Linked DNA regions of Ovis aries: region 1 is linked to region 2. Evidence: chromatin contacts called from public Hi-C data. All regions are on one chromosome and are shown on one strand. Each heading gives the region's core, a stretch centred on a gene start, on an enhancer-like site or on the middle of the called end of the contact. The rest is flanking DNA. Distances are from core to core; before and after follow the strand shown.

Region 1 (5,487 bases), core at 1,352-3,851, 81 kb after region 2:
GTGTGTGCTCTGTCACTCATGTCTGACTCTGTAACCCCACGGACTGTAGCCCGCCAGGCTCCTCTGTCCATTGAATTTTCCAGGCAAGAATACTGGAGTGGGTTGCCATTTCCCAATCCAGGGGATCTTCCTGACCCAGGGATCAAACCCACATGTCTTGCATCTTCTGCACTGACTGGCGGATTCCTTATCACTGTGCTTGTGTCTACATACTGTATATATATAAATACACGTATCTACCATAATAATTGTTTAAACTTCATGAAGAGAGGCTACAGGGGAAAGGGCAGTCCTCTTGTAAAATTAAGAGATCCCCCCCCCCAAAAGAAAAAGCAGGTATGACCCTGCTTCTGCATCACCGTCTTGTCCTGCTCAGCCCACACTTTAGGAATTTTAATGATCTGACATCACAGGGAGTTGTACACTAAAATCTTCCTGTGGCATAGTTTCTACAAGTTATTTGGCAGGGGAAGAGTATAGAGACGGATAACAATAGTAGACACCTTATTTATCACTTCCCAAAATATTCATAACTAAAAATTCTTGGAAGGAAAACATATTTATCTTCCTTTATGTTTGCCCTTTTTTCCCAGGCCTTCATCTCTCTAGTTGCTTTTCCACCAAACATTTGTTCTTTAATTTCTGGCAGTTCTTTTACCTTTTCTGTTCTGGGTTTCTGGACTACATTTGGAAATAAGTAATAACTTGTCTTACTTATAACTTGTCCTTTCCTTTCCGTGCAGAGATTGTTGTAAGAATTCTGGAGACCGAGAAGAGGGAAATATGTTAAAAACAAAAAGGCATTCTGTTTCTTATTATTATTATTAAGAATTGCCCTTGGGGGACACTGACTCCACAGGAGAAACTTAACCTAAACAGTGCCAGATGCGACAGCAGAGGATTCCACAGCAGACCTGTCAAGAGACCTGGTTTGCCTGGTTCCTCAAATCATGCTGCAGCTGCCTCCTCCTGTCCCTTTCTGTGTGCCTGGCATAGCCCGCAATTCTGGGTCACCTGGGGGACAGGGAAGTGTGGTGGCCAGTAGAGCTGTACCTCCATGCAATGTAAAGGGATGAGCTCCCATCACAAAGGGTATTCAATTAGAATGCAACTGATCACATCACAGGGAATTCCTGCTTTGTGAAAGATACTGAATTCTGAGGTCTCTTTCAATTTTAAGAACCCATTGATTTCTTTATTACTGGATTCAGTTCATTCGCTCAGTTGTGTCTGACTCTGTGCGACACCATGGACTGCAGCATGCCAGGCTTCCCTGTCCATCACCAACTCCCGGAGCCTGCTCAAACTCATGTCCATTGAGTTGGTGATGCCGTCCAACCATCTCATCCTCTGTTGTCCCCTTCTCCTCCCACCTTCAATCTTTTCCACAACAGGGTCTTTTCCAATGAGTGAGTTATTCACATCACGTGGGCAAAGTATTGAGTTTCAGCTTCAGAGTCAGTCCTTCCAATGAATATTCAGGACTGATTTCCTTTAGGATGGACTGGTTAGCGGAGGGAGGTAGGAGGGGGGTTCAGGGTGGGGAACACATGTACACCCGTGGCGGATTCATGTCAATGTATGGCAAAATCAATACAATATTGTAAAGTAATTAGCCTCCAATTAAAATAAATACATTTATATTTTTTAAAAAAGGATGGACTGGTTGGATCTCTTTGCTGTCTAAGAGACTCTCAAGAGTCTTCTCCAACACCACACTTCAAAAGCATCAATTCTTTGGCACTCAGCTTTCTTTATGGTCCAACTCTCACATCCATACATGACTACTGGAAAAACCATAGCTTTGACTAGACAGACCTTTGTTGGCAAAGTAATGTCTCTGCTTTTGAATATGCTGTCAAGGTTGGTCATAATTTTTCTTCCAAGGAGCAAGTGTCTTTTAATTTCATGGCTGCAGTCACCATCTGCTGTGATTTTAGAGCCCCCCCCAAATAGGAGTCAATCAATCTGTTCTTGTATGGGCTCCATCCCCTTCCTTGCTGAGTGACTGGACCACAGGCATGTTCCTAACCTCTCTGAGCTCAGTTGTCTCATTTATCGCTTATTATTATGTAATCTGCCTCCCTGATCCTAGCCTGAGGAGCCCAGAAAATGCTACAGAGCAAGTGCTTTGAAGACCTTATTTTTTTTTTCATTGCCACGCTGGGAAGAATTGTGGTGCTGTGATCACTCCTGCCCTCAGAGGACGACCACACAGGCCAGCCAAATGCCACAGGGCAGCCCTCCCCACTCAGAAGGACAAGACTAGAGTCTGAGAGGGACTTGGGGTAGAGGAGCCATGCTCTGAATCAGCATTTCTCCCCAAGAACAGTGATTCCTTCTGTTTCTTTCCTGTTGCTCTCTGGTCCTTCTGAGCGGGCGAACTTTCAAAAGCATCTCTGGAACCGTGTGAACACTACTATTTTTTTAATGTCCAACTAGGGCTTCAGTTCCTAGGAGGGTTTCCTTCCACTTGCACACATACCAAAAAAAAAAAAAAAAGGGCTTGCTGAATTAATGAACCACTTCTCTTATCTATTTTTCCTGTTATCTAATTCCGAGGGGAAAGCTGGGAGCTCCGAGGGAGCTGGGAGACAGCTCACAACGCCTCCCTCCCACCCGCTGAGAACAGCCTGGAGTCCCCGGGACTGAAGGACGCTTCGAGGAGCTGCAGGAACATCGCTTCCATTCCGGGTGAGTCCCCACCTGGCCCCCTTGGTGATCCCTTCACCAGGGCAGAGCAGGAGATGCACCGAGGGAGTCGGGAGGGCCAGGAGCAGAGGGGCTGGAGGAGAGACGGTCGGTGGGGAAGGAGGTCAGGGAGAGGACCAGCCAGTGTGGAGTGAGGGTGCACAGGGGCTCTTGGGCCTTGGGGACAGGAAGGATGAGATTCTTTGCAGGCCAAGTCACAGAGGCAAGGCTTCCTTTCCCACTTTCGCTCTCTGGTTCATTTTCTCGGTTTCTCTTTCTTACAATCGGGTGGCATTTTAGTTTCTCCATTTCCTGATTCGGCTTCCTGCTTGAACAATCAGAAGTTGACGGGAATGAGCAGTCTCTCAAGAAAAAAATAGATGAATATGCACCATGCAAAAATATCAAGTGATCTGACCAGTTGTCCCTGGGCCTCTTGCCTCTGCTTCCTCCAACACACCCAGATGGCTTTTCTTTCCCCTGGAGTCCCTGCTGTGGATGCTGTGTCTTGAGAACCTGGTTGGAAAGCTTAGAACCTTTCCTGACCCAGATCAGACCTGCTCAGGATGCTTTCAGGGCAGAAAAAAATCTCACTGGCATTTTTCGTTGGTTCCATTGGTGAGTTAGTGAACAGGCCTCATGGCCTTCAGGATCTGATCATTTTCTTTACCTATTAACAGGTCGAAAGTCAGCCCAGCTTGGTGTCCGGTTTAATTTTTCGTTAATTCTGGAGCCAGACTTGTGATGGGAAGGAGGGGCTGAGGGTGGGTCTTGCAGGTGTACCTCATTTATTATGCTTTTCTTTTCTGAGTTCAGTTTGTACTTGCAAGAGTTTGGTTGCATATGGTTTTTGCAAACACATCAAAATTACCTCTGCTCCCTATAAACCCATTCCTTGGACAAATGAGTTTTGGATCTTATTAGTAGCTGAGAAAAGGGCTGAGCCGCAATGAAAGGGAGATACAGTGGTAAGGACAGAGGGGTAGCTTTGAGAGGGTTGAGAACGGCAAATCAGTGCTTAAAAATGAAGGCTCTGCGGGGTTTGAAACCAGGCAGGCTGAACTTTTTCCGCTGGCCCAAAGGTTGGAAATAGATAATGGCAGATTTTAACTCTGTAGCCCTTCAAGGACTAAGCAGCGTTCTTCGGGAACTGGGAAGGAGTTAGTGCAAAATCTCGGCGTCTGTACAGTTACTACAAATATTAGCTCTGCAAAGCAGAGAATGGAAACTTTTCCTGTGTTTCCCTCTCGCAGTCTTCCAGCCAGGTGGTTCAAAAGTTCTGCCTGACTTATCTTTGCCCTGCCCAACTCCGAGTCCCTTCACCTTCCCCATTTTCCCCAAAGGTTGTTATTTTCGGGCTTCTGTGTGTTCTCCAAAATTAAGGGAATTTGAGAGGTTTCTAGCTCGGCAAAATCAAGAAAGTGCCCCTCTGAACTGAATGAAAATCTTACTGTGAAAGGCTACTAGAATCCCATGATTCATCATCACAAAATTGATTTGACTTTTTTATTAGTAGCAGGAATGCGTTGGTTTTTGTTTGCTTATTACTGTTAGTCTTATTTGAATAAAGAAGCCTAGCATAAAAGGGTACATTAAAGTCCTACTTTATAAACTTCTTAAACATAATTCATTAGAGTTCATTTTTAGCAAAATAGATATATCCTGTTTCTTCTAAAGAATTCATTCCTGAAAGTGACTTTGCATTTGTGAGTTCCATTGGCAGGGAGGCGAGAATCTGTTTCCTGCGGTTGGTACTGAGGAAATATTAATAAGTTGCTCTTTATCCCGTTCTATTTCTCAAGCCCAATAAAATATCCATTTCAAATGACTTCCTAATGCTTTGTTATATTTGCCAAGTGATTTATGGGGCGGAAAATTGTAGTTCAGCATGTGTAAGTGCAGAGATGGTTTAGCGCTGGGGACAGTAGAAACGAGGGGGTTTAGGGCTGGGGCAGCGCAGAGCCTGAAGAAATTCAAGCTATCAATCTCCAACTGTCTAAACACAGCACCAAGTGGAGATTTGAGACAATTATCCGAATAATTGGGGGGTGGGGTGGGGAGGCACTTTCACCTGAACTGTCTGGATAAAGGGGCGGGCGACACCGGGAAAAACTCCTAGCACGGGGGGGGGGCCCTGCTTCGGCTTTTTCCGGGATCAAGCGAATTCGGACGGTTTTTCTTTAAATTCTCCGAATTAGAATTAGGGATGGCAAAGAAAGCTTCCCAGAAAAAGCTTAAAAGGGGCTCCCGTCGCACCACCGGGCAAGGCGGAGGGTGGGCCCCCCGCCCGCCGGGCCTGCGCCGCGGGACGCCCCCGCCGGGTCTGATAAAGCCCCGAAGCCGATCTAAGGTCAATAAACCAGGCGGCGTCAGGCTCCGGCGCAGGGTCGGGAAGGACAGGGGCGGGAAGGGAAGACAGCAATCTTGAGGCTGCCAGCGAAATGGAAAGGAACGGAGGACCGAGGAGGTCCCGGTCCGGGCGTCGGCGTGGGGGCGCGCGGGGCCGAGACTGGGCCGCGGTGCCGAGCGCGCCGCCCGCAGGAAGGAGTCGGGCGGCCGGGCTGGGTGGGTCCCCGCGGCGCGGCCCCCTGACCGGCAGTGAAGGCGGCGACCTCCAAAAGTAAACCGTATCCCCAGCGATCAATCGTCACTTCGCCGAGAGTTTGAAGAAAAAAACGAAAAGTTTGGGGGGAAAACAAAAAAAAAATTTTTTTTTAAGAAACGGAGGAGGGGTGAGGTGGAGACTCTCAAATAATAACACTCAATAAAACTTCTGGGATGCTTGAAAGAACCAGG
Region 2 (5,223 bases), core at 790-3,289:
AGATTCCTGACATCTGAACTCACGTGGTGCAATTAAGGGATTTCCCCACATCCCCTTTCTCCTCCCAGAAATAATGCTGGCCTACACCACTGAAGTAAAATGAAAGCTGGCTGTCCGTCCAAGTTCTCACTGTTTTGTCACTACAGCATGTTTGACACTTTTGCCACCCCGAGGACTGTAGCCCACCGTTTCCTTCTCCAGGGGATCTTCCCAACCCAGGGAAGATCCAAGTCTCCTGCACTGGCAGGCGGATGCTTTACCACTCAATCACCAGGGAAGCCCCCCATCCGAGTTCATAGCAGCCTTATTCACGACGCCAAAAGGCGGAAATCACCCAGATGTTCACCAACAGAGGAACAGACAAACAAAATGCAGCGTGTACACTGGGATATTATTCAGCGTTAAAAAGAAGGGAATTCTGAGACACGGATGAAATGAGGACATTCTGCCAAGTGAAATCAGCCAATCGCATAAGGACAGACACTGTATGATTCCACCAGAGTAGTCACGTTCACAGAGACAGGAAGCAGGATGATGGTCCCCAGGCACTGGAGTCAGTGTTTAATGGGTACAGGGTCTGAGTTTAGGAAGATGACAAGTTCTGGAGATGGATGGTGGTGGTGGTGTTTGCACACCACCGTGAAGGAACTTGATGCCGCTGGTGGAACCGCATGCTCGACAATGGCTTGCTGTTGTTCAGTTGCTCAGTCGTGTCCAGCGTTTTGAGCCCTATGGACCACAGCACACCAGGCTTCCCTGTCCTTCACCATCTCCTGGAGTTTGTTCAAACTCACGTTCATTGAGTCGGTGATGCCATCCAACCATCTCATCCTCTGTCGTCCCCTTCTCCTCCTGCCTTCAATCTTTCTCAGCATCAGGGTCTATTCTAATGAGTCAGCTCTTCACATCAAGTGGCCAAAGTATTGGAGCTTCAGCTTCAGCATCAGTCCTTTCAATGAATATTCAGGGTTGATTTCTTTTAGGATTGGCTGGCTTGAGCTCCTTGCTGTTCAAGGGACTCTCGAGAGTCTTTTCCAGCACCACAGTTCAAAATCATTAGCTCTTGAGGATTATGAAACACTAGTAATAGCAATGGCACCCCACTCCAGTACTCTTGCCTGGAAAACCCCATGGATGGAGGGGCCTGGAAGGCTGCAGTCCATGGGGTCTCTAAGAGTCGGACACGACTGAGCGACTTCCCTTTCACTTTTCACTTTCATGCACTGGAGAAGGAAATGGCAACCCACTCCGGTGTTCTTGCCTGGAGAATCCCAGGGACTGGGGAGCCTGGTGGGCTGCCGTCTCTGGGGTGGCACAGAGTCGGACCCGACTGAAGCGACCTAGCAGCAGCATTACTAGTGCGAGAAGACAGTAAACATGATGCGCGGGCTTCCCTGGTGGCTCAGCGGTAAAGAATCCACCTGCCAATACAGGGGACATGAGTCTGATCCCTGGGTTGGGAAAATCCGCTGGAGAAAGAGATGGCAACCCACTCCAGTATTGTTGCCTGGGAAATCCCACAGACAGAGGAGGCTGGCCGGCTACACAGTCCACGGGGTTGAAAAGTGTTGGACACAACAGTGACTAAACAACATCAGATGTAGTTAAACATACCGTCAAGAGGTGTGTCCCCGGGGCCATGGCGGCCTTATTCCCACAGAAGCAGCCACATTTCTCTCTCCCCCTGTGTTTCATGTGAGAGTGGGTATAGGAATTACAACAGAGTTTCCCAAAGGATGTGCCAGACAGCCCAACAAAATCAGAGGCTCCTTAAGACAGTAATACATGCTGCATACTTGAAACTGTGGAAAATACTTCAAAAAAGACATCTGTTTTACTTTAATCTAGCATTTCTCCAAATTGATTTTCTATGAAAACCTTAGTCTACTAATATCTATCATTCAGTGGAAATAGAATTTCTTGGAACGTACTGAGGAAAATGCTTAAGTATATCATTCAGATACCCTTGACTCATGATTCATTGAACAGTCAGTGTTCATGCACAAAGACAGGCTGTGTTGTCCAGGCAGTAGGAACACAGAAGGCATGAGTCACAGTCCCTGTCCAGCAGACACACACTGTGGGGGGAACCCCAGCTTCAGGCGGCTTTGTAGGGGCTGTGTAATTCAGCAAAGCACTGAATCAGAGTTGCAACAGTGGGCAGAACAGGATACGGAGATGCCCAGGAGACGACTCCTACCCCAAGTCAGGCATCAGGGAGGGCTTCCCCTTGGACACACAGCTTGAGCTGAGCCTTAAATCAAGCAGAGGAGTAAGCCAGGCTCATGTAGGAGAAGGTTGTTCTAGAAAGAAGAAAAAGCTTATGAGGGACTTCAAAACACCAGCAAGAAGAACCCATGTAGGAATGACAGGCTTCCTCAGTGCCTCGGCAGTAAAGGATCAGTCTGCCAGTGCAGGAGACGCAGGTTCAACCCCTGGGTCAGGAAGATCCCCTGGAGAAGGACATGGCAACCCACTCCAGTATTATCGCCTGAAGAATCCCGTGGACAGAGGAGCCTGGCGGCTATAGTCCCTGGGGTCTCAAAGAGTCAGACTGAGCACACAGGCAAGCAAGGGGATGACTAGGGCAAAGGGTGTGCCCAAAAGGACGGGGAGAGGGGAGGTAGGAGAAGAAGCCTGGAGAAGAGCCAGGCACCTCTCACCTTAAGGCTTGTGGGCTCCATCCTAAACCATGCTGCACCACGGAAGGGCTACAGGCGCGGCTGCCTTTCCTCCTGATATTGCTGGTCAAGAGGCTTAACTGCAGAAGTCGGGGGGAAGTTTAGGAGGGGCAGGAACTGAAGAGACAGCCCCAGCACATGGGCCAGGACAGACTTCAGACAGGACCTACCACTGTGGGCAAAGGCAGCATCTTTATCAGAGACGTCAGCAGCAGATGCCAGTCTCTGCATAGTCAGGAAATTCTGTCCCCAGGGTGTGAGGCAGGGGGACGCAAGGAAGAGAGGAGACTGAGATCTAGAGACCCAGGAAGGGTTTTTTCTTTTCTTTTCTTTAAGTAAGTAGCAGTTAGGAGGTACAAGGGGATGGTGAGAATTGGGGTACAAGTGAAAACCTGGGGCCAAGGACAAAAGGCAAAAGCTTCAGTGATGAAAACCACATTTGTCAAGATTCGTCTCAGAACTTGGAATGAGAGTGGGGATTGAGCGGCCTGAGCTGTGAGGTGGGGGAGCTCCAGGAAAGCTGAGAACCAGGCAGGTCCTGGCCGGAGAGCTGCCTGGGTGGGTCTCACCCCCTCAGACTCTCCGCCCAAAGCAACCAAACTGTTCTGGGCTAGTGCTGCCCTCTAGTGGCTGGAAATAAAAACCAAGAGACGTCTGCAGGCGGGCCAACTGCCATTTCTCTTTGAAGGAATTACATACCCTCCGCCCTCACCTCTGTAGAACGCGCTGTAGTTCTCCTTCCAAAATTGAGCTCCCTTCGGATCAGACACTTGCTCACATGTACACACGTCCCCTCTTAGCTCCTGCATCTCTGCCTTAGCTCATGCCCAGTTTTCTCAGGGGAAAATGCTCTCCTTTCCCATCTTGCTTTTTCTTGAATTTCGTTTGAAGAAATTTCTTTAAATGAAGGATAGCAAAGGGTCTCTATGAGTGGAAGGAACACATATTAGATTTGAAGCTAAGTGCAATTTTTTTAATTTTTATTTTTACTTTATTTTACTTTACAATACTGTATTGGTTTTGCCATACATTGACATGAATCCACCACGGGTGTACATGCGTTCCCAAACTTGAACCCCCCTCCCACCTCCCTCCCCATAACATCTCTCTGGGTCATCCCCATGCACCAGCCCCAAGCATGCTGTATCCTGCGTCGGACATAGACTGGCGATTCGATTCTTACATGATAGTATACTGTTACAATGCCATTCTCCCAAATCATCCCACCCTCTCCCTCTCCCTCTCAGTCCAAAAGTCCGTTATACACATCTGTGTCTCCTTTGCTGTCCTGTATACAGGGTCGTCATTGCCATCTTTCTAAATTCCATATATATGTGTTAAATAATATGCACTGCAGAGAAGATCCTGAATGCCACAACCAAGATCTGACGAAGCGGAATAAATAAACAAATATCTTTTAAAAGACTTGCAATCTTCTATTTTAAAAAAAGAAGAACAATGTCATCAATCTCTACAAAACAGCACTCATAGGTACTCAGGAGTCCCCTCAGCTGGATAAATCGCCATCTATTTCTCCACCTTCTTCTGATTAAAAATCTATGTCTCCCGAGATGTCCCTGGTGGTCCAGTGGTGAGGACTCCGTGCTGCGAGTACAGGGAACAAGAGGTCGAACCCTGGTCAAGGAACTAAGATCCCACATGCCTTGAGGCCCAATAATTGAGAAAATAAATAAATAAAAGACTGATAAGAATTACCAACAATAAAAACCAAATCTGTGTCTCCTCAAGAACTAGCATTTAGGAGGGGAAAATTCTTTATCAAATCTGTTGCTTTGTCCAGAGGATGGGAACTATTGCATTGTATCCATAGGAAACTATGTTACTATTTCTGAAAGAGCCCATTGGTGACTACGGGCTGCCTGGAGGATCACTTCCTCAGCCTTGACGTTGAGACAAGGTCTGCGGATGGAGGTGTAATGGGGATAGCAGATCCTAGCGTGAGGAAGAAGACTCACCGATTGCACTTCTTATTCTCGATCTGCTTCCACGAGCCTAGCACTGGACCAAGATACCCAGAGAAGCAAAGCCAGGACAGCTGTGAGAACCAGTTCATCCCCTAGCACCATGCTGTCTTCACACCCCGAGCACAGCATCTCTCAAAACTAAAGACAAGGCTTCCCTGGCAGTTCCTCGGGTGGCTCCCACCAGCTGCAGCTTTGAAGGGAGACTTCCTGTGTAAAGCCAGCCCAGGCTGTGCAGTTATTATGAGGCTCCCCTGGAAGGCATACTAACTTGTATGATATTTGCAGGTACCAGAATAGTTCAGCACCTCGAACTGTAGGTTCGTGCAACAGCCAGAGCTCCTGATCCAGCTCTCAGCTCCTCTGTCTCTCTCTCTCTGCCTCCTGTCTTTCTCATACACACAGAGAGAGATCCAAGCACATTCTGACCTAAGACCTCTCCTTATTTGGGGAAAAACAGCAGTCTGTGTTCTCCCACAGGCCAGGAGAGCATCAGGCCCCCTCCGGGACACTTTGTTTGCAGAGTGACTCCCCTGAAAGCGGAGGGAAACTGATGATGT

Evidence for each region. A called contact is a pair of places that touch in the nucleus more often than the background predicts.
Region 1: a contact with region 2 is called in a Hi-C map of liver, with 2.3 times the contacts expected there. The contact joins the promoter of GATA4 here to the enhancer-like site in region 2. A contact is called at or near these places in 2 of 16 Hi-C or Micro-C datasets (liver and mixed tissues).

Annotation. Positions count from the first base shown.
Region 1 is chr2:105,447,907-105,453,393 of ARS-UI_Ramb_v3.0, forward strand. It overlaps GATA4 (GATA binding protein 4), which reads left to right and starts at 2,602. Exons shown (of 7, transcript XM_060411039.1): 1 at 2,602-3,309.
Region 2 is chr2:105,367,087-105,372,309 of ARS-UI_Ramb_v3.0, forward strand. No RefSeq gene overlaps it. Among named protein-coding and RNA genes, the nearest start is that of BLK, 70 kb to the left of the region's middle. Within about 2 kb of position 2,040, at least 5 of the 54 cell types and tissues checked have an H3K27ac peak or open chromatin away from gene starts, as enhancers often do.